6 separate regions of the Mus musculus genome follow, and regions 2, 3, 4, 5 and 6 are each linked to region 1. The links are chromatin contacts, called in public promoter capture Hi-C maps. All regions are on one chromosome and are shown on one strand. Each heading gives the region's core, a stretch centred on a gene start, on an enhancer-like site or on the middle of the called end of the contact. The rest is flanking DNA. Distances are from core to core; before and after follow the strand shown. Region 1 holds the start of Wdr27 (WD repeat domain 27). Region 2 holds the start of Smoc2 (SPARC related modular calcium binding 2). Region 3 holds the start of Rgmb (repulsive guidance molecule family member B). Region 4 overlaps Smoc2 (SPARC related modular calcium binding 2). Region 5 overlaps Gm41531 (a long non-coding RNA gene). Region 6 overlaps Prdm9 (PR domain containing 9).

The links. Promoter capture Hi-C pulls out the DNA fragments that hold promoters and counts their contacts. Capture Hi-C pulls out chosen DNA fragments and counts their contacts.
Region 2: a contact with region 1 is called in a promoter capture Hi-C map of embryonic stem cells, with 4 times the contacts expected there. The contact joins the promoter of Smoc2 here to the promoter of Wdr27 in region 1. A contact is called at or near these places in 10 of 39 promoter capture datasets (3T3-L1-derived adipocytes, cranial neural crest, embryonic stem cells and 5 more), 6 of 115 datasets of contacts at active chromatin or transcription factors (astrocytes, craniofacial prominence, embryonic limb bud and 3 more) and 1 of 9 other capture datasets (adipose tissue).
Region 3: a promoter capture Hi-C map of adipose tissue shows a contact between it and region 1, with 3 times the contacts expected there. The contact joins the promoter of Rgmb here to the promoter of Wdr27 in region 1. A contact is called at or near these places in 3 of 39 promoter capture datasets (liver and pre-B cells) and 3 of 9 other capture datasets (adipose tissue, liver and macrophages).
Region 4: a promoter capture Hi-C map of embryonic stem cells shows a contact between it and region 1. The contact joins the enhancer-like site here to the promoter of Wdr27 in region 1. A contact is called at or near these places in 14 of 39 promoter capture datasets (the 3T3-L1 cell line, 3T3-L1-derived adipocytes, the SN4741 cell line and 7 more) and 2 of 115 datasets of contacts at active chromatin or transcription factors (craniofacial prominence and stem cell-derived neural progenitor cells).
Region 5: a promoter capture Hi-C map of hippocampal neurons shows a contact between it and region 1, with 9 times the contacts expected there. The contact joins the enhancer-like site here to the promoter of Wdr27 in region 1. A contact is called at or near these places in 17 of 39 promoter capture datasets (the 3T3-L1 cell line, 3T3-L1-derived adipocytes, cranial neural crest and 9 more) and 6 of 115 datasets of contacts at active chromatin or transcription factors (cardiomyocytes, embryonic forebrain, embryonic limb bud and 3 more).
Region 6: a contact with region 1 is called in a promoter capture Hi-C map of pre-B cells. The contact joins the enhancer-like site here to the promoter of Wdr27 in region 1. A contact is called at or near these places in 8 of 39 promoter capture datasets (the C10 cell line, fetal liver, hematopoietic stem and progenitor cells and 4 more), 2 of 115 datasets of contacts at active chromatin or transcription factors (bone marrow-derived macrophages and embryonic stem cells) and 1 of 9 other capture datasets (adipose tissue).

Annotation. Positions count from the first base shown.
Region 1 is chr17:14,941,782-14,946,035 of GRCm38.p6, reverse strand. It overlaps Wdr27 (WD repeat domain 27), which reads left to right and starts at 2,912. Exons shown (of 25, transcript NM_175173.3): 1 at 2,912-2,939. It overlaps 1600012H06Rik (RIKEN cDNA 1600012H06 gene), which reads right to left and starts at 2,852. Exons shown (of 2, transcript NM_026451.2): 1 at 2,717-2,852; 2 at 97-2,469. The coding sequence starts at 2,423. The coding sequence ends at 1,866. It overlaps Phf10 (PHD finger protein 10), which reads left to right. Exons shown (of 12, transcript NM_024250.4): 12 at 852-1,042. The coding sequence ends at 937.
Region 2 is chr17:14,276,834-14,280,782 of GRCm38.p6, reverse strand. It overlaps Smoc2 (SPARC related modular calcium binding 2), which reads right to left and starts at 1,277. Exons shown (of 13, transcript NM_022315.2): 1 at 984-1,277. The coding sequence starts at 1,067. Gm52280 (a long non-coding RNA gene) reads left to right here and starts at 272. Exons shown (of 3, transcript XR_003952216.1): 1 at 272-671; 2 at 2,095-2,240; 3 at 2,663-2,935. Gm34567 (a long non-coding RNA gene) reads right to left here. Exons shown (of 4, transcript XR_385414.4): 4 at 3,021-3,949.
Region 3 is chr17:15,828,643-15,833,179 of GRCm38.p6, reverse strand. Rgmb (repulsive guidance molecule family member B) reads left to right here and starts at 2,115. Exons shown (of 5, transcript NM_001372257.1): 1 at 2,115-2,559; 2 at 3,485-3,560. The coding sequence starts at 3,556. It also overlaps the pseudogene Gm3292.
Region 4 is chr17:14,307,018-14,310,956 of GRCm38.p6, reverse strand. The region is part of intron 1 of Smoc2 (SPARC related modular calcium binding 2); the gene reads right to left. Among named protein-coding and RNA genes, the nearest start is that of Gm52280, 28 kb to the right of the region's middle. Within about 2 kb of position 1,801, at least 15 of the 459 cell types and tissues checked have an H3K27ac peak or open chromatin away from gene starts, as enhancers often do.
Region 5 is chr17:14,229,264-14,233,622 of GRCm38.p6, reverse strand. All of the region lies in intron 1 of Gm41531 (a long non-coding RNA gene), which reads right to left. Among named protein-coding and RNA genes, the nearest start is that of Gm41531, 5.4 kb to the right of the region's middle. Within about 2 kb of position 2,267, at least 16 of the 459 cell types and tissues checked have an H3K27ac peak or open chromatin away from gene starts, as enhancers often do.
Region 6 is chr17:15,543,653-15,547,893 of GRCm38.p6, reverse strand. Prdm9 (PR domain containing 9) reads left to right here. Exons shown (of 10, transcript NM_144809.3): 10 at 2,534-4,241. The coding sequence ends at 3,921. It also overlaps the pseudogene Gm18564. Among named protein-coding and RNA genes, the nearest start is that of Prdm9, 18 kb to the left of the region's middle. Within about 2 kb of position 1,288, at least 18 of the 459 cell types and tissues checked have an H3K27ac peak or open chromatin away from gene starts, as enhancers often do. A contact at or near this core is called in pre-B cells, where this site is marked.

The DNA.
Region 1 (4,254 bases), core at 1,663-4,162:
AGGACAAATGAGATGGCAGAAAGCCTAGGTTAGGTTTGGGGGAAGTATAGAATGAGCTGGTGTTTTCTCCTAAAATTCCTAAAGTAACAGCACCAGTCTGTCTCAATGGTTTGGTTTTATTTTTAAAGGTTATCTATTAACAAAGTGACTGCGATGTCTTTACATATGCTAAGAGATTTTTATAAAGTGAGGCAACATGACAATTCCAGATAACTTTAGGATGGACACAGATTCAAATAGTAAATCACAGTAATTCTATTAAAACATTATACAGGTAATTGTGCAATTTGAAGAACTTAGTTGCATAGTTAACACCGTATAGTACTCTATAAAAAAAGGGTCCTGGAAGTCCTTTAGAAATACCCAACTTGAATAGTCACTTAGGTTTTTGTAGTAATTCAGATCAAGTGTATGGGATAGGTGCTAGTTTTAAAGTGCATGGAGAGGGATAGAGAGGGAGAGAGAGAGAGAACACTGTTAGAATAGTGGAGGAAAAGGCCATAGAAAGCCAGCTTCTTTAACATGTTCTACATTAGGAATTGTGTTGTTGAGCTTTCAAAAGCATGATGGTATTTGAATTTTCAGAAGGGTAACAGTAGTTTTGTTTAAGGTACAAATGATTTTTACAATGCCGTTTGGCCATGCACTAACGTTCACACTGCATTGGTTACACTGATTAAGGGTTGTTTACATTCTCTTCCTTGGCTTAAGGAACCAGTCTGTACTCCCTCCCACTGAAAAATCCCAGGGAGTTATCACTACAGATAGCTCAGGAATGAGATTAGATGGTTTGTACTCAGTCCTATAAAAATAAAATTCCACTCTATATTAACTAACAATTTTTCTCCTAGGTCGCTGGATTTGTGACTGTTGTCAGCGAGCTCCCCCAACACCCAGGAAAGTGGGCAGAAGGGGGAAAAACAGCAAAGAGGGGTAAAATAGGCTTTGACCCTCATGTTTGGGATATTTGGTGCCAATTTATTTACAACACTTTCATTTTTATGCCAATAAAAACTTTTTTGAAATTAACGATGACCTTAAACATCAAGTTGATTTATTTCTTTATTAGCAACTTCTACCCTTGAAACAAAGTCAGAGAAATGGCTCATTTCCCCAGGCTTTAATTTCATAGTGTTGTTTTTTCCAGAGATCAGCAGAAAGAGGTAGTAGCAACTTAATTTGAAGTATTTCTTCTTGAATATAACAAAGTTACCACTTGTTATGACTCTGTCTTGACCTGATTAGGTAGTATCATAGTTACCTAATAACCAGAAAGCTCCAATCTGGCTAAGCAGAGGAAAGGGCAAATGGCCCAAGATCTGGTACAACAGGATTTGGACTCTAAATCACCAGCACAGCAACAGTTTGTCAATACTTGCTGCCAGGAGAGCTTGCTTGGGTATCAGGTACCATACCCCTACTGTGCAGAGGCTCTGGGAAGAGCGAACCTGTCACTGCATTTTCCACCTGGCTTTAAAATGTTAAAGACTTTAAAACTCGAAGTGCTGTACTTCATTTAAATGTCTATAAATTCTACAGTCATCAACTTCTGCACCAGCAGTAAAGTTTAATCTGATTTATACAGCCTGTTACTGTAATCTTCTTACTCACCTGACTAACCAAAATGCATTTAAACATTTTATTGAGCAGACTCCTTTTTATAGGAATTTTAATCTCTAAAATATTGTGCTTGCTGCTTTTCCTGCTTGGGGAGTAAACTGAGGTAACAAAACTGTATGGCTTTATTTTTCCATCCTAGTCTAGAAAAAAGTAACCAGAGTTTCACCAGGTCAAGTAGCTAGGTTCGCAGCAAACTGTAATCGCTCTGTGAAAATAAGGGTTTGTGCTCCAGCATATTCAAGGGATCAGAAGAGAATTTCAAGCACCAGTTTCAAAATGCTAATCAATATCGTCCAGAGAACTGATTCCTCCTCTTGGGCTGCCTCTTCTGGAGCGTAAGCCTGCTGCTGACTGGCTCCTGTTGGGTCAGTGAAATAGGCAGCCTCTCCGAATGGGTACTGATCCACAGTTCTGTCATAGTATACCCTCATCTCAAAGTCGCTCTCATGGTGAGAGGGGTGTCCATAAATTCCTATCCCGACCGGTCGCTGGAAGTGTGCCGGTATAGAGACCACATCCTGGCCGCAAGTGACAGACTGCAGCTCATAGTCGTCGAAGCTCGGGTGCGGAGTGCTGTCCGACACGTACAGGTCCGCATCCCCTCTCAGGCTCTGCATCCTGAGAATAATTTTACCCTCATGGTTCAACCGCAAGTAGCTGTAATTCCCGGCTCCTATTTGGCCCTGGACCACGTGCAGAAGGAGCCACTCCTCCGGGACGTCGTCGTCTTCCAAACATTTTACCAGGGTCACCACCTGGGACGCCAGGATCATCAACAGGGCGCGCCTCCAGGGAGTAGCCATCGCTGGGGCACTCAACTCGGGGACTCCCTCATCTGCAGTCGCTGTGCTGGGAAGGTACGGGTGACAGGCGTGACCCGAGGTGCTCGTCCACGCAGACCAAGATTCGTGCACCTGGGTCCCGGGAACCGACGGTGGGGAAGGGGAAGGAGAGAAGGGATAAAGAGTAGGGAACAGCAGAGAGGGAGGAGCAGAGGAGGCGGGTGGGAAGAGGGAAGCGGTAAGAGGGACCTTAGGACAGGCCCCTGGGGGCGCAGGTGTCTGGAGAATAGCGAGGTCGCCAACCCCGAACTCACCGCCACGCCCCGCAGGCCACGCAGCACCCGCAGCACCCGGGCTCAGCCTGGAACTCGCCCCAGCTGGCGGAAAAGAGGCCGCGCCCGGAAGTGTGGTACTCCGGAAGCGAGGGCTTTTGGGAACCAACTCCGGCCTAAGGGACCGGAAGTGAGGTAACGCCAGGCTCTCGCGAGAATAGAGCAGCTTTCCCCCGTAACCATAGCGACGCGGCTGGCGTGGTCGGTGAGTTCCGGGGAAAGTGGGCTGGACGGTCGGTGAGGCTGCCAGGGATTGCAGCTTGCGACAAGCTCCCTTGAGGGGATGACTGGGAAGCCTGCTCCCGGATGGCGGAGGGCCGAGCCGCGCCCGGTCCAGCCTTCTCCTCCCGCGCCCCCAGAGCCGCGCGTGAGTGGCCTCCCTAAGCCCTGCAGCACAAGCCCCTGAGTGCGGGCAGCACCGGGAGGGACACTTTTGGATTTGTCTTAAACCATGACAGAAGGGAAATATAAATTTCAACATGAGAACTACTAGTAAGAAATGATTCCTCCCCCCCCCCCAAGCCCACAATTGCCATCACCCCACCCCCCACATTTTTTTGGGAAGTAATTTAGTAATTAGAAAACTTAGTGTACATTTAATCAAGTTTAGTGGCGAGTTCTTTAGCCTTTGCTTTTTCCAGCTTGGCAACGCGAGCCACAGACTTAGGGCCCAGCACGTTGCCTCCTCAGTGGCGACGGATCTCGTTATATCTGTGATTACAATTGATCCTAATAGCTTCCACCAGCTTAGCCAGAGCACCCTTGTCTTCCGGGTTAACCTATGTGAAGGCAACAGTGGTGCATTTCTTCCTGTGGACCAGGCGCCCCAACCTGGGCAGGACAAGCAGGAAAACCACCAGCTCAATGGGGTCTACATCATGGGCAATCACCACCAGCTGAGCCTTCTTGTTCTCCACCAAGGTGGTGACTATATTGACTCCTGCTCAATGGACAGGTGGTCTCTTAGTTGGGACGTCGCCTTTGCCAGCAGCTTTCTTCTCAGCAGGGGCCAGTAGCCTTTGCTTCTTTTGCGTTGTCTCTGGCCTGTACTTGTGGGCAAGCTGTTTGCCTGTCCAGGGCCTGGGTGAACTGGTTAATGGCAGGAGGGACTTTGAGCCGCTTGTAGAGGATGGCTCTTTGCCGCTGCAGCATGATGTAGCGGGGCCATTTGATGAAGCGTGTAAGATCTCTTTTGGGCTGGATGTCCTTCCCAAATGGCGAAATTCGTGGGCCTTTTCTCAAACTAAGGATTGACCACTTTTTTGGCCTCCTGGTCCTTGACACCGGCGATGCTCAGGGTCACCTTCTTCCCTTGGCTGTCTTTCCTTTAGGCATCTTGCTTGGCTGGAGGAGAAAGCATGCACACAGTTCTTAAGACTAGATTTCATGTCTGGAGACTTTTCCTGGTTTATAAATGGGTGGAAAGGCAAGAAGTTCTTTGTCTCATTTTACAAGAACACCAATCGCATCAAGGAGGTTCCACATTCAAGACCGAGATTACCTCCCATTGTCCCTCTGAG
Region 2 (3,949 bases), core at 28-2,527, 660 kb after region 1:
ACCTTGGTGTTTTCTTAAGCACTTGTTCAAAAACACGTTTAAGTGGAATGCTTTCGTTTCTGCAGATTGCATTAATTATGGGTTCCCTAGCGCGCGGGCCGCAGAAGGGCTGCCCGCCGGGCTCTGCAGACACCAGCCCGCAGGAGTGGCCGCGGTTGTGTTGGCCCGAGGTGGACGCGCTCAGCCCCCATCCACAGCGCGGCTTTTGGCACCTCACCTCGCGCCTTGGCGTAGCCAGTACTGCAACTAAGAGAGACAAACTTAGAGCGGTCAACCACAGTGCCACGCGCGCTCGGGAGCGCGCCCTGGCGCGCACTGCATCCTGCTCCTGAGGAGAGGACCCACGAGACCAGGGGCGCTCCTCTATGCCTCCTGTGCTGGAGATTGTTCCTCCTCTATGAGTTGTTTTTTTTGTTTTTTGGCTTTTGGATTTTGGATTTTTTTTTTTAAAGAAACGCGCTCTTTAATTCAATGTCATATCTGCTTCTTCCTCTCAATTAAGGGTTCTCTGAGATGCTCCGCCACAAGTGGAACACATGGGATGTGGCCCCTTTCTCCCCCATAAGGGGGGTTGGGGTACAAGGGGTCCTCGTGGCGCTGGAGCCGAAGATTGCCCGCTTCCTAATCCTAGGCTGGGTCGGTGGCGTTGGCAAGGTGGGCACCCAGTCCCGGTGAGTTCGCCCTGAAAGAGCTGAGGTGCATAAGTGGCCCAGATCCTTGTTCCTGTGCCATCTCATCTCGCCCAAAGTGGGGGACTCCAGGCACTCCTGCATGTCAACTCCCTTCTATCCTGGACTAGTAGGACCAGCAGCCCTTCACATACTGAGTAGCTATCGACCCTGGACACGCACGCTGTGGGACTCTCCCGAACCCACCTGTTGGGGATTGCTGGGCCACCTGCTCCCGGAGCCTTGTCCCAGAAGGAAGAGTGGGTTCTCAGTGAGGGACAACAGAGAAAGACAGGGGCGCGTCCCGGGACTTACCGTGAGCGCTGAGAACTTCTGCGCGGGCACCGGCGGCAGCAAGGCAGCGAGCAGCGGCAGCCAGCACAGCTGTGGCGGCAGCATGGTGACGCTGGAGGGGACCAAGCGAGGCAGACGCCCCACGCGCTGCGCCCTGGCACTCGGCGAAGATCCGGTGTGCGAACGTGCGGGCGAGCGGGCTAGAACTGCTCCGCGGTCCTATGGCCGCTGGTGGAGACCGCACGGCCCCTCCGTGCGCTCTGGCCGGCGCTCCCCGAACTGCCGCTGCTGCTGTCAAACAGCCCTAGTTTCCCCGGATCCTCCTGTCCCGCCCTCTTCGCCCTCCCGCCCGCAAATCTCCTCCCTCCGCCCCACCTCCCTTAGCCACCGCGCCCGCGCAGGGGCCGCCCGGCGCGCAGGGCTGTGAAGGAGACAGCGAAGGCTACCAGGACTAGGCAAGCGTGTGTTGATGCTGTTTGCACGCCTCCTTCAAGCCAATGCCAGGGCACACCTTACAGGCATGCACACTCACACTGGCTCCAAGAGATGCACTGAGCCCCACCCTCCTGGCCTAGGGCGCCTTCTGTCTTCACCTTGGAGGGTCCCCACTGTGCCTTGGCTCGCCTGTGGCTTTACATTCACCAGAATGTAGCACTCTGAGATGCTAAGTGGTCATTGGCTCCTCGGTAGGGCCTCTGAGAACACCAGGAGTCCTGCATCTTTCCGCAGGTTAACGAGGAGGGCGGGAGGGGTCTGAAAACAGATCTGTGAGGCAGATGACTTCCTTGAGTTGGGCAAACTTAGAGAAAGGTGAGCGCACACATTGATGTGGCCGCTTCAAACAGTTTAGGCAAGCATTTCAGGTGTTCGGCAGCAAGCGCATTTGAGTAGGCTTTTGACTGTGATAGAAACCAAGGGGATTTTGCGCACCAGGTCCTGCAAAAGGAGCATTGCTGAAATAGTTTAGCCCTGGCTGGTAGCTTCACAGGAAAAGGCCCTAATTCTACCTCACGCAGAAAGCCAGCTGGGAAGACTTTCGAGAACAAAGAATCAATTGACTTGTCAGGGCCTCTCTGTAGGGAGCAAAACAGCAAGCTCACCTCTAACTTCTCTCTCCTCTGCTGCTCTGGAGATTCCTGTGAGATCGTAGACCAATCAGAAAGCAGCTACCCTGCCCTAGCCCAACACGGGGACCTCTGGAGAAGAACAGCGCTGGAGCTCCAAAAGGATAGCCTTGAAGAATGAAGTCAACCGAGCAAACAGTCCCAACTTCATCAGGTGGGCTGTGCCTATTTTCAGGAGGTCATTAGGAGTGGGCTTGTGGACAGCTGACATTCCCTCACTGGAGGAGAGAACGAATGGGAAGTATCACTGGACTTCACCTCAGATGGCGGGTGTTCGTGCAGTTCTTCCTAATAGTTGTCCTTCAGGGCCTCTGGAGGTACTCGAGATCATGAGCTGGGGCAAATTCCCCGAGAGGGGCTCCATCTATGTGGGTGTGGAAGCCATCATCCAAGCTGTGTGAAGACTGGACTATGGATGCTCTGACGTTAATCACATTCCTGCAGTGAACCCCTCACCTATGCATGTTAGTAAGCACAAGCTCACTAGCTCCCCGTGCTGAACTCCCCATGGAATCCTAGTTTGTTTTGCCACTGGGGCCTTTTGAGGAGAGATAGATCTTGCTTATGTCTCCTCAGGAAAGGAACTCTCACATCACACAGGGAAAGAGAACCTTCTAGAGATGGCTGCTGAAAGAAACCTTCAAAACTCGAAATCTGTCAAGCCTTCAACACCCTTCCTACACTGAGGACATGGAGGAACATCGTAGCAAAACTCTTCAGGGTCAGACTCAGCCCAGGGACAGGCATGACTGAGTAAGCAAATAACATATACATTGAACCAAAAAAAATGATACAAATGTTGTGTACTTCTATCGTAGTAATGGTGGTGTGATGATGGTGGTGTGATGATGATGATGGTGATGATGGTGGTGGTGGTGGTGGTGGTGATGATGATGATGAAAATCAGCACATTCAAGAAGTATTTGGTACAAAACATTTTCCTTTTACCTTTTATTTCAAGGGTACAAATTATTAGCTGAAATGTCTTCTTGGGACTGAAAGTCTGAAAATAGCTTTTTGTCTACTCTCTTCCATGGGAGTGTCCAGCAAGTAACAGGCTTCATTTGCTCCCATTTTACAGATGAGAAACAAAACAAATAACTGTATGTCTTAGCCAGCCACAAAATCGGGGGCCGAGTCCAGATGTCCGAACTTGGAACTCTGGCAAGTCTATCACATCCCCTGGAGACGTGGAAAGCAGAAAACAACCCCTTGGCACTCACTGCCTTGAGTCCTCCAATCTCAACACATCTTTCATTTGTCCTCTGAGATTCCAGGGAGATCAGTGTAACAACACGCTTTTCCAAGACACTGACAGATGAGAAGGGTCGGAGCCTTCAGAGACCCTCTAACATTTGGAGGCACTAACATGTGGACCGAAAGCCAAGTTCTGTGTTCTTAAAGATGCTCGAAGTGAAATTTGGAGAGGTAACCAGTTCCCATTGTGTGGGGGAAAATAGAACATTTATTAAAACCACTAAGAAATGGTTTTATGTGTCAGCCACTTCCTTCAAAGTTAAGACAGGAAGTAGTCAGCTCAAAGGTCTGAGACATCCCTACAGGAATGAAATAATATCCCCTGCTCCTGGAAATGAGCTCTCAATTGTAAGAGTGGCAGGCTTGCTTTTGGATGTGACCCGTGGACCCCAAATTTACATTTCTGTCATTAGCAAGAGTCACAGTGAAGATGGGCAGAGAACAGGTCAGTCCCTGTGGGATTATCTTGAACCCACATGTCTCTCCACAGACTCTCATTAGCCATCAGCCCTGTCTTCCTTTCCTTGTTTTACTGTGTTAAGCTGAAAAGTCTTTTTGCTCTTGGTGAAGAGGCCATTTACCATAAATGTCTGGCTTACTCTTGGT
Region 3 (4,537 bases), core at 866-3,365, 890 kb before region 1:
ACTTTAGGGTTTACATTTTTAAAAAAAATGGGGGAAAATCGACCTGTGGACTAAAATCTACCATAACCTGGTGCAGTGTATTCAGATACCCCACAAAGCACAAATCTGGAAAACTGACATGTGCCACCAACCGGCATCTGTGTGTGACAGTTACCAACTTTCTACAGTTTTCTTAATCAAAAATGGTCTAGGTAACCTGTAAAGAAGGATTAGAAAATTCAGATGATCTAAGAAAAGAAAGAAAGAAAGACAGACAGACTAGCACGTCATGAAATTTCAGCCTTTTTGTGCATTAATTTCAAAAACTCTACAAGGAAATAAGGCACAGATGACCACAGAGGGGACTAAAGCCCAAGCTTTCAAAGTGGGACAAAAAAAAAAAAAAAAAACGAGACTGTGGAAAAGTTAAATGTATCATTTAAATAAATACAAGCTGAGGCGATTTGCATAACAATTGGCATCCATTTTTGCATCGGCCAGTATTATGGAAAAGGGGATTGTGATGATTTGTGTCTGTGTTTATGTGAAGTCTAGCTAGCTGTGCAGAGGAGTGAAGAACTGGGCTGCATCAGAAGTCGCCTTCTGAGCTGACTCTCTGGATTTCCTTTGAACTCGTTTTCAACATTATGCTATGCAGCAGCTTGTCTTTGTGTTGGTAGAAGGAGAAGGAAAAACACAGGAGACTAGGCTTTAGTTTCTAAATTAAAGCTCTGCTGGGCTGATTGCTCAAGTGGCTTTTCAAAGGCAAAACAAGTGGGGACATTAAAATTCCTGTTTCTGTAGGACCACTAACTGAGCCCAACACCACCACCGCCACCTTTTGTTGTTGTTGTTGTTGTTGTTGTTGTTGTTGTTGTTCTCAATACCAAATAGAGCAGGTTCCAGTGTATCTTACAGACACCTTAAACGGACTCAAGGTATTTTTGTTTGGTTTGGTTTGGTTTGGTTTGGTTTGGTTTTCTCCCCAATTTGATTGGTATTTAGAGAAGATAACGGAAAATGAAATGCAAAAATCCAGACAGGGAATATGACGAGGGGTCTTTTGTTATTGAATTTCTGAACCTGGGAGTTCTGAGTCCTCAACCTTCCACATTTTTCTTGATAGTGAACCCAAGGTTCAGAAGTTAAACCCTCGAAGTCCCGCCCTTTTTTATACTACCCTATGCTGCCCCTACCGTTAGATGGAGAAACTGCAGGTAAAGGTTAGTGGAGAGAAGGCGATCTGGGGAGGATAAGGATTAACTAACTACCTGAGCCCAGATGCTTAGAGTTTTGTCTTAACTAAAGAAAACAAAACAAAACCGCACTCTTGTTCTAGAATGAGTGAGCTGCCGCTAACTATCTATGAAGCTCAAGAATCACCCTGGAGGTCTTTAATGATAAAATATTAAACTAAAAATAAGCCAGAAATTACAGGTTTATTTTTCACTAAACAGACAATTGAAATACATGGTACAAAAATAAGTGGTAAGATTATTGTAAATTGAAAAATGGACAGAATAAATATTCAATTTAATTTTCCATCTATGAGAATTTCACAATAAAATCATAATTTACTTTGTATTATTAAAAAAAAAAAAAAAAGAATCACCCTGGAGAACATAGCTCGATCTCCCCTCCCCCATCTCCTTCCACGGGATGCAAAGGACGTCGTCCTGAAACATTTCCTGAGCCAGTTCTTTTACAATACACTTTCTCATTTGGGTCTAAGGGGTTTCTTTCTACCCTTTCTCTCGACGTGAAGCCAAGTCATATTGGCACCTCAGGTGGACAGGAACGATAACCCTCTTGTGCTCGCACACGTCCAGAGGACCATCCCTGTCACCTCCTTCACAGTTACACGCAGTAGGAAGACCCTAGAGGATAGTTGGAGGGACGTGCTTTTGAGGGCACTGATGGACAGCTATAAAAAGCGAGGAGAAAAATCGAGGGGAGGGGGGTCTGTTGCCGTCGTGGCGGCGCGGAGTGCGAACACCGCACGCGTCCGGCTGACAACAGGCAGAGCCCGCAGCAGGACCGTGATGAGCCGGGTGGGTAAAGGCAGCGCTGCGGGCCCGGAGGGCGGCGCAGAGGGCGGCGCTGGCGGCGTGAAAGGCGCCTTTGTGCAAGCCGGTGTGTAGGACCGCGGGAGAGGAGAGAGCAGGACCTGGAAACGGGGAGAGGCGTACCACGCTCCCTGCCGTCGGGTCTCCAGCAGGACAGTAGGGTAGAGCGGTGGACTGGGGACCGGCGCTGCAGAGGTTGTCTGCCTCTGTGGCCGTGGGGCAGGGGTGGGAAGAGAACAGTTTGGAGGAAGTTGGGGAGAGGGACCTGTCTCCCCGCCCTCTCCGCCTAGGTGACAGAGAGGCCCCGCTGGCTGGCAGGGTGCAAGCACTGCCCCGGAGCTCACTCGGGAACCGGCATCTGGAGAGCGGCCCCCGGGTGGAGCCGCCCGCCTGCCGCCCACCTGGGGCAGAGTGGCGGGCGCGGCGTGGCCTCCCTCCTGCGCCCCGGCCGCGTGGCTTGCGGCTTATTTTCCCAGCTGGCAAGCGTCGCGCTGCAGACAAGGGAATGCCTGTGGTGAGTTGTTTATTTTGTTGAAGTTTGCGGTGGGCCCGGAGGACGGTGGGGGGGGGGCGAATAGCAGGCAGCGGCCGGGACTGTTTTGTTTAGGTCTTGGTCCACCTGTGTGGTATAAATCTGCCAGGCTCCGGGCTGTGGGGTCCAGGGTGAGAAAGCCCTGGCGTTCCAAAAGCTCCTGGCCACGTTTAATTTGCAATGCCTGGAACCGACTAGAGTCTAAGGAAGGCTGCTCCCCAACCCCCAGCTTTCCGTAGACGCTTCCCCTAAGGGACAGTCGCCTCCTATGACCTGGGAACAGCTGGCCACTGAAGTTTCCCCATTCCCTTCCCCATTCCTCGGGGGTAATGGAGCTGAAGCTTTAATGTGAGAGGAGCCCAAGAAAACAGAGACAAACTTATCGTGGGGGCGGGGGTGGTGTGAAGTTCGTTCAGGGGTGTTGGGTCGGACTGCTTCTACAAACTGGGATCCTGTGTTGGCCAATTTCCCAAACTAGACTGGTGAAAGGCTGGCTGGCTCCTGAGGGAGCCCATAGGAACCCCTGGGGCTGATGTTAGTACAGCCTCGGCTTCGTTTGCCTGGAAGAAAAGCCTAAATACATTAGTGAGAGGGTAAAGCTTTTAAGGCCTTCTTGGGAGTGAGTGGCTGGCTAATGAGAGGTTAATTTTGTTTCGAAGGGAAGGCTGTGCTGGTTTCCTGAGATAAATGGACAGGAAGCACATTACCTCCAAGCACTGGCAAGCGGCTCCCAAATGCTTTTTGCACCTGCCGCTTCTAGCCCTGAGAGCCAGAAGCGAGCCCTACTGGAGTCTGTTAGGGATCAAGGGGCCGGGGATGCAACCCCTTGCACTCTCCGTGGTCTCTCTCTCTTTCTCCAGGGGCTCAGCGCTCACACGGAGCCCTGGGGCTCTTCTCTTACACCTAGGTCCTGCGTGTTCCGGAGCTCGGGGGCATCCTGATCCCGCTGAGCCCCTTCCAGGTGCAGAAGGGTTAACAATGATGTAAGTACAAGCCAGGCGCTACATGCTGCTGGACTCTGGGCTATTCCAGCCCCTTATTTTCAAACACTGTGGAGCAACGAGCAGCAGGGGAGCCCTTACTCCGGAATGGGTTACACAAATAGCTTATTGCAGACTTCTCTGTCCTGGGTGAGCTGTTAAGCAGAGACCCTCATGTTAGGTTTCTGGGTTTGGAGATACAGTACCTGGGGAACAGTTAAGACACTATGTAAGGATTTGGGAAATGAAACTGCATCATGTTTAGAATCTATTAACGTTTCTGGCATCCGTTTTAATTACCCAATTGCATGCCCATGGTGTAGTATGCTTTGCTGGGTCTCTTAGATGCACTGTTCTGTTCTCACCACTCCTCGAAAACAAAGGGGAAGAGAGAAAGAATGCAGATGGCAAGACACAAGGTGGATTTGGGGGTTGCTCAAGTTTCCAGTCATCTCACTTTTTTTCCTAATTAAAATGTAAAACTTTTATAATCCTCACATTTGTTCTAGCTTCCTCCCTGGGTTTTTCTTTGTCCCGTCCCAAATTCTGCTTTAACCTGATGCATGGGAGCTTTGACGAGTGGCCACCCTATAACCAGCCATTCAACATGCTCTTGGTTTCCAAGCTGATTTCAAATCTTGCTAACTAACATCCAGATTCACCCCAGACTGTATCAATGAACCCGATGTCATGAAAATAGGAACCACCTTGTACTTTATTTTTAAAAAAAATAGCATTTTCCTCTAGCAGCTGAACACTTCGCTGTAATAAAAAGTGAATTGTTAGGCATACATGTCTTAAGCTTGTCAAATTTTACAACAGAGGTGCAGTAAAACACCTTAAAGATGATTCTCCTCCCCCACCACCACCACCCCAGTTTTTTTTCCTTGATATCAGGATTTGAAGCAACTCGAGGGTGCCCTCTACTGATAAGAATATCTAGACCCCCTTGTATTTAAAATATATATATATATATATAT
Region 4 (3,939 bases), core at 552-3,051, 630 kb after region 1:
ACTCTCATGGGTGGGCCTGTTCTCATTTTGCATATGAGATTAGCTTTGAATATGCCCTCATCCTTGATGTATCCCAAAACAGAAGACAGAAAAACAAGGGTGCATGTGTATTGGCCCTCTAAGGCCCCTAGAAGTCATTTTAGCTAGAGAGAAGAGTCCTACCACTGTTGGAGGATATGATACTGTACGCACAATGATAACAACTACTGCTTCTTTGTCTATATCCCTCTGGTCAGAAGCTGCAAATGTCAGTCTCAGCACAGGGCCCAGGACTTGTAGCCTACAACATCTTTTCCCTACACCAGGGTCCCAGTCAGTCTCAGTTTGTCTCAGCATCTGCTGTAATATCAATCATATCTACCACAGAGGATTGGCAGGATTGGTGAGGATACTCCTATACTGAGAGTTAGAATCAACCTAAACTAACTTCGCTTCAGTGTGGCAACCTTCCCCTGAAGTCCCAGCCCTCGGGCAAAATAGAGTCCAAAAAAGACTCTCCTGCCGCAGGAGGAAACATGTGGATCTTTCACAAAACTCGCACATCAGTTTCCATGGAGTAAGACAGAACCTGAGCAAGGCAGGTTCTGAGAACCGGGCAGTTGATGTCTAGGAGGAAGGAAACCTAGAGTTCCTCCACCATCTTCTCCAGACTACAGCTTCTTTCATTTCTTTATTATGTAGAAATGCCCTTTTAAATATATTTAAATGTACCAACATACAGTCTAGCCATGTCTCATAAATAAAACTCAGATATTGCATCTTAAAGCACTAATAAGTAGCAGAACCACTCTCTCTAAAGCAGGACCAGCTAAGAGCAGACAATGTGTGCAGTTCAGGGCCCTTGCTATCGCATGTAAGATAAGAGAACAGCTGGACCACACACCACACTCCACAGCTGTTCCTTTTCCCATGGACAACACCAAGAAGCAACTGGATAGAAAGCTAACCCCCCAAATCCCATGACACATTAACTTGCACACACTCATGAACATGTTGCCGTCACACATTCATACACATGCACGCACATGTGCACACACATACACACATGCCCACAGACATGGTCTCTCTCAAACAGTGACATACACAAAGACATACACTCACATCACACACTTTTTCACACAATGCTCTCACACACGTACATGCATTAACATGTACACACAGACACACACACACACACACATACCACTCCTACTCCCACCATGCTGCTCTCCCAGCAGACACCAGCAAGTGCTCGCAGACTCAGGAGAGAGGGGCACATGCTACTTATTCTTAGGACTTGAGAGGTCACAAAGCAAAGAGCCAGGACTCTGTCTCTCACTCACAAGGTGCCCCACGTACTATCAGCTCTCTCAGAATATCAGAGAAATTACAGCAACAACAACAACAACAACGTTTATCTATACACCTTCGGTGCTTCAGCTCCAGCCATGCTTCCACAGAATGATGGGAGGAGACAGCAGTGAAGTCAGAGAGAGCAGCGAATCCCACCCAGGGCTGTGGAGAGTGACCTTAAATGTCCAGCCCACAATGGCTATCCATTTAAGCAGTGGGCACCAGCTTCCCCAGGAAGGAATCCTCCTGCATCTGGGCCCATCTGTTCCTCATTGACACCAAGACTTGAAAAGTGCAGGCCCACAGGAAAATGAAGCCGCACATACTGCAGACTTCGAGCTAACCAGCCTTAATTGGGACTCAGAAGGATTCTAACTTAGCTCAACGTCGGTTAAAGATCTGCAGTCAGCAGCAGCATCACATGCTGAAGTCTGTAACGAACGCAGATGTGCAGACCAGAAACCAAGGAAAACAAACTCTCTGGTTCTGAGCACTCAGTGGTGCCTTGCGCCTGAGCCCCGGTGTTTGACAACACAGAAACCCAGGCTGATTTACAGTGTGTGCTGAAGCCAATGTCATGCCAATACCTCTCCGCCAAGCAATTCCACTTCCAAACTGCATGGAGTAAAGCTTAGAACTGTACAGAAATACACATGTGCATCATCAGCCACCGAAATATTAATCAAAATAGCAAAATAAGACTGAGGAAAGCAAAGTCTCCAATACCAAAGCTTCACCCAAGAAGGCAGCAGAGGCTGAGGCTGTGGAGCCTCCGAGGCAGTGGCTGCCCAGGATGCACAGGGCTTGATCCAGTACAAAGCAAAAAAAGGTAGCAATGACAATCACTATTATATCTGCAGACGTCAGAAGTATACTAATTCACGTCGTGTAAAACACTGAACAGTTCTGTCTTACATTGTCAAACAATATTTTAAAATGTAAATTTAGAATAGGGTCCCAGTTTTCTGATCACTATATGGAATATCACACACACAAGCACATATGTACATACATACACACAAATATGAACAACACACAAAACACACATACATATACACACTTATATTCAAAACACAAACATATATGCATAACACATGTACATACAGGCACATATATACATACATACATACATATATACATATATGTACAATACAATATATAAACACATATATTTACGACACATAAACACACACATGCACATACATACACACATATATTCATAACACACATACACATATATACATACATACACACATATATTCACAACACACAAACATATAGGCACATATATACATACATATACACATATATGCACAATACACAGATACACATATATTCACAACATACAAATGCACACATATATAAATATATACATACACACATATATTTACAGCACACATACATACAGGCATATATATATACACACACACACACACTCCATAGATGAAAGCTTGAAAAATTCTCAGTAGCTAAAACCTGTCAGAGAGATTGGTCTGTGAGTCACTCAGACTTTCTTCTCTGTTCTCCTAAATGTTGCAGATTTCTTCAATGGACTTCTCATCCGGTTTTCTTTTGAAGTCATTCATTTTTCATCCACCTTATTTTTCCCACCTTTAACTTGTGAAGCACTTAAGGCCCACTGAAAGCATACAGCAATATGCTTGGCACCCCGGTGCATGGAATCAGTGGTGGACCAAGAGTAAAGCTTGCATTAGGAAAAGAACATTAAACTGTAAGCAAGCTAGACATCTAAAGACAACCAGCAATCGTGTGTCCCCTGCCTCTTCACACAAGAGACATTTTCTTACTGGGACTGGGGAGATCAGTTATATATAAGGAAAAGCGTGGGTCTGGTGAGTATTCCCAAGGCTGCCTTGCATTCTGCAGAATTAAAATCAGAAGTAAATGGGTGACTTCCTCGTTCCACCCTTTGTGTCTCTGTGGTATGGATAGTGGTGTCTGCATTACCATCTTGATGCTCATCTGTGGGAAATGAGTGCCAACCTGAACGGTGGCCATGTTGAAGCTTTGTCACAACACTCCAAGGGCTTGGCATAACCTGTCCCTCAGGGAGCACTAGCTCTTTACCTTAAGACCTTTTAAGGTTGTCTTGTCCCAAACTTATCCAAGCACCATCCAACTCCCCATCTATCTACTTGACCAAGGCCACTGAAGCCTATGGAGGTAGCCTTCCTGTGGGAAGACCTTTCTTTCTTGTCTCCTGTACACACTGTGTACACAACCAGTTGTCCCCTCCCTTCCCTCCTTCTCCCCTCCTCTCCCTTTCTCCTGTCTTTCTCTTTTCCTCACCTACCTCTTTACTGCTCCAACCATCAAGGCTACCACCTCCTTCACAGCTGCATCTTGTCATTGGGCTGACCGGACATCCTTGTCCACTAGCAGGACTCTACACCCAAGCTTCCTTCATCCCTGTATCTGTGATATGCAGGGACTACGGGCAAATCTGCACTTGGTATCTTGGGAATAAAGGAGGGGGGTGAATTCACCTGGGTCCACAGGGAGAGAAAGGGAAAACGCCTGGTGGAGTGAGTATGCACTAGGCTACAACATGGCTGCCTTTGAATCAGCACAGTCTAACTAAGCCAG
Region 5 (4,359 bases), core at 1,018-3,517, 710 kb after region 1:
CAAGAAGGAATGAGACACTAAATAGAGCACCTGTGTCCATTTCATCCTGTGTCCAGGATGCCTCTGCATTCAAACCACCCACCATTCTGGCATAGGAGGCTTAAGGTACATGTGCCAAAGCTATGGAGTGTTTCTGAAGTGATGTAGCTTTTTCCAACACTCAGGTAACAGGGACATTGGCCAGACCCAGTGATATTCAGCAGGTGTTTGCATCCAACCTCAGGGAAACTTGTGTCTTCTGCTCTGTCCACTTGCTCAGATTTTCTGGGCCAGCACCATGTTGACCGAGTGTGGCTTCTGCCTCTTTGTTTTGCCAGTGACAGAAAAGGAGGTCAGACACGCTTGCATTTTCTAACCAAAGTATTCATTACAAGCTGGTTTTGCAAAATAACAATTCATTTGAGTGGTACTTGTCTAAGTCACAAAATCCTGAACCACTGACCTTCAAGAACCAGAGAGGATGAAGAGGTCCTGAATCTTGCTGTCCAGCCTGCCCATTGCCAGCAGAACTCCTAGACCCAGCCACAGTTTGCCGAGGATATCTCAAACAGCCTCCATCTGGCTGCTCTAATCCTTCAGTGGACTTTACATCTGGGTCTATCTATGGCAAAGCAGATAGCTGCTCCCCAAGGAGGACCTCCCTGTGGTTTAGCAAACAGAACATTTGAAGCTAAGTGTGGAAAGCTTACAGGGACTGCTTCTCTTTTGTAACAGGCTAGGCACCACTCAAGACCAACTCTGAAATGAGCCAGAGGGCTTCATCCAGTGTGGGTCAAGGGTGCCCCCTGCTGGCACTACTTCTCAAGTTGGTCATTTCATGAGCAAGAGGTTGAAAGGACTCTAGGTCTCTCCAGGCTCCTGGTAGCCGTGTACCCACTTCTGAGCACTAGAGCACAAGCTACTGACCCACCTCCTGGTAGGAATGAGAAAGTCTGTGTTTATTCCTGTCAGTGTGGCATCTCAGGCACAACGCAGCCTTTGCACACTGTTTCGCTGCTCCTCGTGCCTAACATACACTGACATAAAAATATACAAGTCACAGGACCACACATACATTTCTATTATATCTACTGTACAGAGTCCTCTTAGATAGATGCTTCTGGAATTCATAGGGTGGGAACATCAATCTTGGCAGGGACCCCATGTGAACACCTTCAGAGTGTGTCACAACTGCTGCCCTGCTCATGAAAGTGTAGGCACATTGCGGTGTGTGCTCGTGACACCCAGTCCAATACGGCGCCTCTGTGCAGGACTGGGAGAGAGAACGCAGGCCCGTTTTCTTTCTCCTAACAAATTCTCTAACTTAAACTGTCTCTGAGGGTTCCCTGGTAATCCAGAAAGTCGGGTCAGAAGCGGCCATCTTCATCCAGAACTTCTCTGTTCTGATGCTTGCTTCTTTAGCTCGGATGCCCAGCCAGGCTGAGGCAATGCAGCAAGCTCTCCTTGGAGACTCCTACAGGGGAAAGCTTGCAGAGGAAGGAGGGGAAAGAGCGGGCGCTGTAGGGAGAAAGCCTGCAAGCCAAAAAGAAAAAGCTCACAATGAGAGAGACCTTACAGGAAGAAAGCATTTGCAGGGAGAGAAGGGGAGCTTGCAGAGAGGCAGGGGAGAAAGAGGGGGGGAGGGAGGGAGGGAGAGAGAGGAGGGGAGGGGAGGGGAGGGGAGGGCAGAGGGGAGGGGAGGGGAGGGGAGGGGAGGGCAGAGGGGAGGGGAGAGGGGAGGGGAGGGGAGGGGAGAGGGGAGGGGAGGGGAACTTTAGGGGCAGCCCATGCATGGATTAGAAATAAGGAGCCTTGAGTGGGCCCTGCTTTTTCTGCTCTCCTTTGCAATTTGGAGCAAGGGCAAGAGAAGAAAAAATGAAGATCAATTAATTCACCGTCTGCCTAAGGAGGAGCTGGGAGTGGCTGTCACAGCTAACTAAGGGTCACAGGGTTCTCTGTGTTCTGCCAGCTTTCTTCTGAAACCATTCATCACTCAGGCTCCGCACTTTGACACAGCTTTTGCCAAAATCTTGCAGAAAGTTAGAAACGGAATCACAAAGTACTGAGGGCCTCGCACTGAGCCAGCAAGTCTGCAGGTCATTCTCCAGATGAGAAACCAAAACAGCTACAGTGCTGCGAGTGACTGTAAATACAGTCTTAGTGAGCAGAGCTTTTCACCTACGGGCTCCAACCAAGAACAGAACTTCTGTCTGCCCAGTGTGTGGTTAATCCTGCCTCCCTCCGAGGGAAGAGCACTAAGGATACTGCAGAGCTGTTTCCATTGCTCAGGCCTGGTCCCATTTATCATCGCCTGCGATGGCTCCTTGTTTGTACTGGAAGATGTGGGGTTAGATGTCAGCATCCATCGCAGAGGTGGTTAAAGCAAAGCATGGAGATCATCCATCAAGCGGCAGTAAAGGCACGGAGCCAAGAGCCTGCATCCACTCCCCAGCAAGTCTCTGCCTTCCCCTGGGAGCCACCCTGCAGCAGATCTCACCTGGGCTCCCAGCCAGGAGCCAGTGGGACGGTGCTGGGAGGGGGTGTGATGGAGTACGGGGCACATCCACAAGGCAGCACGTCTGGAACAACTTGGGGGCATTTTAAAGTCCTGATGGCCAGGCACACGGGGATCACATTAATACAAAGCCCAGGTGCAACCCACGCATCAGGTATTTTAAAGCTCCCAAGTGATTATCCAATTATCTGCACTGAGGACCGGGACCACTGAAGTTGGAAGCAACCCTGATCCCTGGCTGTTCTTTAAGGAGTCAGGTTACAAGGCAGAGAGGCCTGGGTCCTAAGGCTCCAAGCTCTTTCCAGAGTCTCTCAGTCAGCCTGTGTCCAGATAAGACATAAGATATAAACATTTGTGTACATACACTCCCCATAAGCCCTGGATGAGTGAATGCGCTCTGTCAACAGGAAATCTCAGGTGACATTGATTATTTTTGAGACAAGGTCCTCACTGGCCTGAGCCCCACCTGTTAGGGGTGACCATGCCTGTCTGTTCTCCCAACATTGAGATTACAAGTGTGTACCATAGCTCCTGGCATTTTACTTGGGTCCTAGGGATCAAACTCAGGCCCTCACTCTGGCCCCAGCCAGTGGAGTGAAACTTTACTCTTAAAATAATGTTTGTGGAACAGTGCTGTGATATGTTTCAAATGTCAAAATCGACTTCTTGCTTCAATAGAAAAGACACGTGTGCTATGAGGCAAACACAGTCAATTTGAAACCATACGGCTCAGAGTCTCCCTGAGTCCCGGGCCCCAGGATGGCCAAGTTATATAGAGGAAACACCAATGACAGCCATGCCCATGTGTCCTTCCCGAATTTGTAGAGGATACAACTTCATGGCTAGCTTCGTGCTACTAATGATGGGCGCGTTCATCAAAAACATCCATCTCTCTGGTGGTTGCTCATATGCCCTAGGAATCAACACACATTCCCCAGTCAAGTAAGAAAATGGATGGCTAAAGGAATGAGTGAGTGAATTAATGAAGGAATTAAAGTGAATAAGTACAGGATACTCATATGCACATACACACATACATACTCATACGTGCACACATACACACACATGCACACATAGACACACATACATACATACACACACACATGCACCACACACAGATGCACACACATGCACACACATACAGGCAGGCGCACACACACACACACACACACACACACACACATGGTTCACAGAGGTCTTTGTGCTTACAGATCAGCACCAGGGGAACCTGGAATATTACGCAAACAGGGTTGTTCCTTCAAGGAAAGGAATGCAAGCCCTATTACCTATGTACATGCCCACATGTACACTCACACACATGCATACACACATGCACATATATACACACTCACATCTGCATGTACACATACTCACACATGCACCACACATACAGGCACACACACATGCACACACACACCACACCACCCCCACTGAATACATGAATGACTAAATGGATGAATAAATGAGTGAACTGGTAAATGAATCAATGCTTAAGTGTATAATTGAGTGAACGTACGACTGTCTGAGTATGTGAGGAAGTACTTGCATACACCAGTATCTGAATGTATGTCTCTGGTTCACACACACACACACACACACACACACACACGCGCGCACACACACTCACACACAGACACCACCCACTCACACACATGCACACCACACACACCCACGCATACATACTCATACACACAGTTACTTGTACACTCTCTCTCTCTCTCTCTCTCTCTCTCTCACACACACACACACACACATGCACACACATGTACACTTGGCTAGAGGCTCCTGTTTGCAAGTGGGTATGATGCAGTGAAGGAGCTGTGGTCCCAGCCGACACTGTGTGTCAGAACAGAGTGGTGACTGTC
Region 6 (4,241 bases), core at 39-2,538, 600 kb before region 1:
TGTACCTAGGAGCTCTAGGTAGCCGGCTTCATGGCCTGCATGAACCGGGAGGAGACTTTTTCCTGAAGCAGACCCTGGGCTGCAAGAATCACCTCAGATGGGTACACTCAGGCAGTAGAACACCGTTGTGTGGAGTTTCAGAGCCCTCAAGACATCTTGTGTTTCAATTCTTAAGCTAAGTGAAATACAATATAAATTCAGTGAATTTTTGAGAACTTCTGAAATTAAAGATCATTTTGTGTGCTTTAAAGTGTTATAAAATTTTTATGCTTTTAAATATTCTTTTTCTTTTCTTTTTTTTTTTTTTTTTTTTGGTTTTTCGAGACAGGTTTCTCTGTGTAGCCCTGGCTGTCCTGGAACTCACTTTGAAGACCAGGCTGGCCTCGAACTCAGAAATCCACCTGCCTCTGCCTCCTAAGAGCTGAGATTAAAGGCATGTGCCACCACCACCCGGCTAAATATTCTAATTTTAAAAGGATTGTTATATTTATTTTGTATGTATAAATTTTTGCTTGCATGTATATATATATGCGTGCAGTGCCTGCTGAAGCCAGAAGACAGTGATGGATCTCCTGGAACTGGAGTTATAGATAGTTTTGAGCTACCATGTAGGTGCCAAAATCAAACCCAGGTACTCTGTAAGAACAGCAAATACTCTTAACATCTGAACCATCTCTCTACCCCTAAATTTATTTCAAGTACTTTATGAACAAAATATATAACAACATATAAGTGCTATAAGGTTAGAGTCCAGAAAAAAAAAAAACAAGAAAAAAGTTTTCACGTACCCATCAACTTTTTTACTGAATTAGTTTATTCTGGTCCTTCCTTTTGGTTTCTTTTTAATTTCTTTCATATATGTAAATAATATAAATATGTCATCTGGCACTATGTCAGTTAGATGTCAGGTAAATTGTGGCTCTGTGCCAGGAGAGAAAAAATATATAAAATAAACAAAAATATTGAAATGCCTGCTCTTTAGCTGACTCATGGACTAGGGAAGCATGCATACTTGTACAGACCTATGCAGAGTCAGGAAAAGTGTTTAGAGACCCGTGGAGTAGACGTAAATATAAAGGCTATTGAAGGAAGATTTGGGAGGGGCAAGCAGATGGTCTCAGAGGAGATAGCTGTTGTAACTGTCTCAAGGCATGAAAGGGCTGCACTTTTGAGAACAGGTTGAAGTCATTTCATGGAAGGAAGCAGATGCCAGAGAAATGCATGTGAGCCTGTTAATGTAGAGCCTGTGAAGGTCCCAGGAGAGTGAGAGTGAGGCATAGCGGGGTTTCAGTTCTTTGTTCTACAATGATGCTTTGGCGAATTTTCAAAAATATAGTGCAGTGTGCAACCACCTCAGAGATTGCTTCAGTTTCCAGGGGGAAAGGATTGCATGCAAAGGACTAGTGGGCCACAGAGAGAAGACATCTGAGTAAGATGTGTTTTGAAACAGGGTTTTTGTTATATTTGAAATGGGCTAAATGTAAATGAAATAAGCATGAGTACTTGGTATGAGGAGAAAATTAACTTTCATTTTACAATTTGTGGATCATTGAGAAAGGTACTTTATAGCCAAGGTGTGGCAGCAGGAGCACACTTTTAGTCAGCAGGACCCAGAACATCCTGTCTTCTTTAACCTAAAGGAGAACCCCCAACTGACTATGTCTTAGAATGAGAAGACAATTTCAAACTCATATGCTGCTTTTATCAACAACTCTACCCAGGTACTCATAGTTGTTGATCTTCTAGCTGGATGGGCTCCAATTACATTTAATTTTCCTTTTTTAGGAAAATCCAGTAAGGGAAATTCCACCTAAGGAAGTGTTGTTATGTCTCCATAGTATGAAATAGGTGCAGAGAGTGCATAGGGAAAGGTGACCAGACACCTGACTAAGTGGAACTGGGTGAGGTAGGGTTGTTGGGTAAGGTAGGATATAAAAACCAAAAAGATGCTTATAGTTTGTAGGGCTTGCTTGCCGTTGCAGTTTACACCAAGAATAAGGTTGCTTCTGATCCTACTTGGAGGACATGTAGTTAAAATAAAAACAGAATAAAAATATTTGAAATGTAAATAAAGAAAAATCCAATAAAATAACAGAATAAAAAAATTAAAATAAAGGTGGTGCACACCTTTAATTCTAGCACTCAGGAGGCAGAGGCAGGAGAATCTCTGTGAGTTCAAGGCCACTCTAGTCTACAAAGCAAATTCTAGCATGGCCAGGAATACACAGAGAAACCCTGTCTCAAAAAAAACAAAACAACAACAACAAAAACCCCAAACAAACAAAAATGACAAAAAAAAAAAAAAACCCAAAGGATGATGGAATGCACTCACTGCACTTGATAGGAGACAGACAACTTGTGTTGGCTATAGAATCCTACCTCATTGACCAGATTGTCTTTGAACCATCAAACCTAGCTGGGTGTGCCTTAACTCATGAAGACTAAGTAATGGGGTAGGCCTGACCACATAGAAAATCAGATGCCTAAGCAATTTATTATATTCAGTCTCATCAAAAACTTTATCTTTCCACAGAACTAAGGACAGAAATTCATCCTTGTCTTTTGTGCTCTTTGGCCTTCTCAAGTCAGAAATTCCTCACTCAACATATGGAATGGAATCATCGCACTGAAATCTTCCCAGGAACATCTGCAAGAATAAATCCTAAACCAGGAGATCCCTGTTCAGATCAGCTTCAGGAACAACATGTTGATTCACAGAACAAAAATGACAAGGCCAGCAATGAAGTAAAAAGAAAATCCAAACCCAGGCAGAGGATTTCAACAACCTTTCCCAGCACACTCAAAGAACAAATGAGATCTGAGGAAAGTAAGAGAACTGTGGAAGAGCTCAGAACAGGCCAGACAACAAATACAGAGGACACAGTCAAATCATTTATTGCATCAGAAATCTCAAGTATTGAAAGACAATGTGGGCAATATTTCAGTGATAAGTCAAATGTCAATGAGCACCAGAAGACACACACAGGGGAGAAGCCCTATGTTTGCAGGGAGTGTGGGCGGGGCTTTACACAGAACTCACACCTCATCCAGCACCAGAGGACACACACAGGGGAGAAGCCCTATGTTTGCAGGGAGTGTGGGCGGGGCTTTACACAGAAGTCAGACCTCATCAAGCACCAGAGGACACACACAGGGGAGAAGCCCTATGTTTGCAGGGAGTGTGGGCGGGGCTTTACACAGAAGTCAGACCTCATCAAGCACCAGAGGACACACACAGGGGAGAAGCCCTATGTTTGCAGGGAGTGTGGGCGGGGCTTTACACAGAAGTCAGTCCTCATCAAGCACCAGAGGACACACACAGGGGAGAAGCCCTATGTTTGCAGGGAGTGTGGGCGGGGCTTTACACAGAAGTCAGTCCTCATCAAGCACCAGAGGACACACACAGGGGAGAAGCCCTATGTTTGCAGGGAGTGTGGGCGGGGCTTTACAGCGAAGTCAGTCCTCATCCAGCACCAGAGGACACACACAGGGGAGAAGCCCTATGTTTGCAGGGAGTGTGGGCGGGGCTTTACAGCGAAGTCAAACCTCATCCAGCACCAGAGGACACACACAGGGGAGAAGCCCTATGTTTGCAGGGAGTGTGGGCGGGGCTTTACAGCGAAGTCAGTCCTCATCCAGCACCAGAGGACACACACAGGGGAGAAGCCCTATGTTTGCAGGGAGTGTGGGCGGGGCTTTACAGCGAAGTCAGTCCTCATCCAGCACCAGAGGACACACACAGGGGAGAAGCCCTATGTTTGCAGGGAGTGTGGGCGGGGCTTTACACAGAAGTCAAACCTCATCAAGCACCAGAGGACACACACAGGGGAGAAGCCCTATGTTTGCAGGGAGTGTGGGTGGGGCTTTACACAGAAGTCAGACCTCATCCAGCACCAGAGGACACATACAAGAGAGAAGTAATATATTTTCGAAAAGAATGAGAAAGCCAACAGCAATAAAACCACATCTCAACAATTACAGGAAGACAAATGTAGTCACTAAACATCTGTTCTGCTAAAACTTCTAAGGAGTCTACTGATTTTTAAAACTAGAATATAAAATGACTAGAAAAGGGAATTAAATCCCCTTCTTTTTCTTTTCTTTTTCGGTTTTTAAAGACAGATTTCTCTGTGCAGTCTGGTTGTCCTAGAACTGTTTCTGTAGACCAGGTTGGCCTCAAAATCAGAGTTGCTAGCTTCTGCCTCCCCAATACTAGGAGTAAAGCCCCATTGCAAATTCTC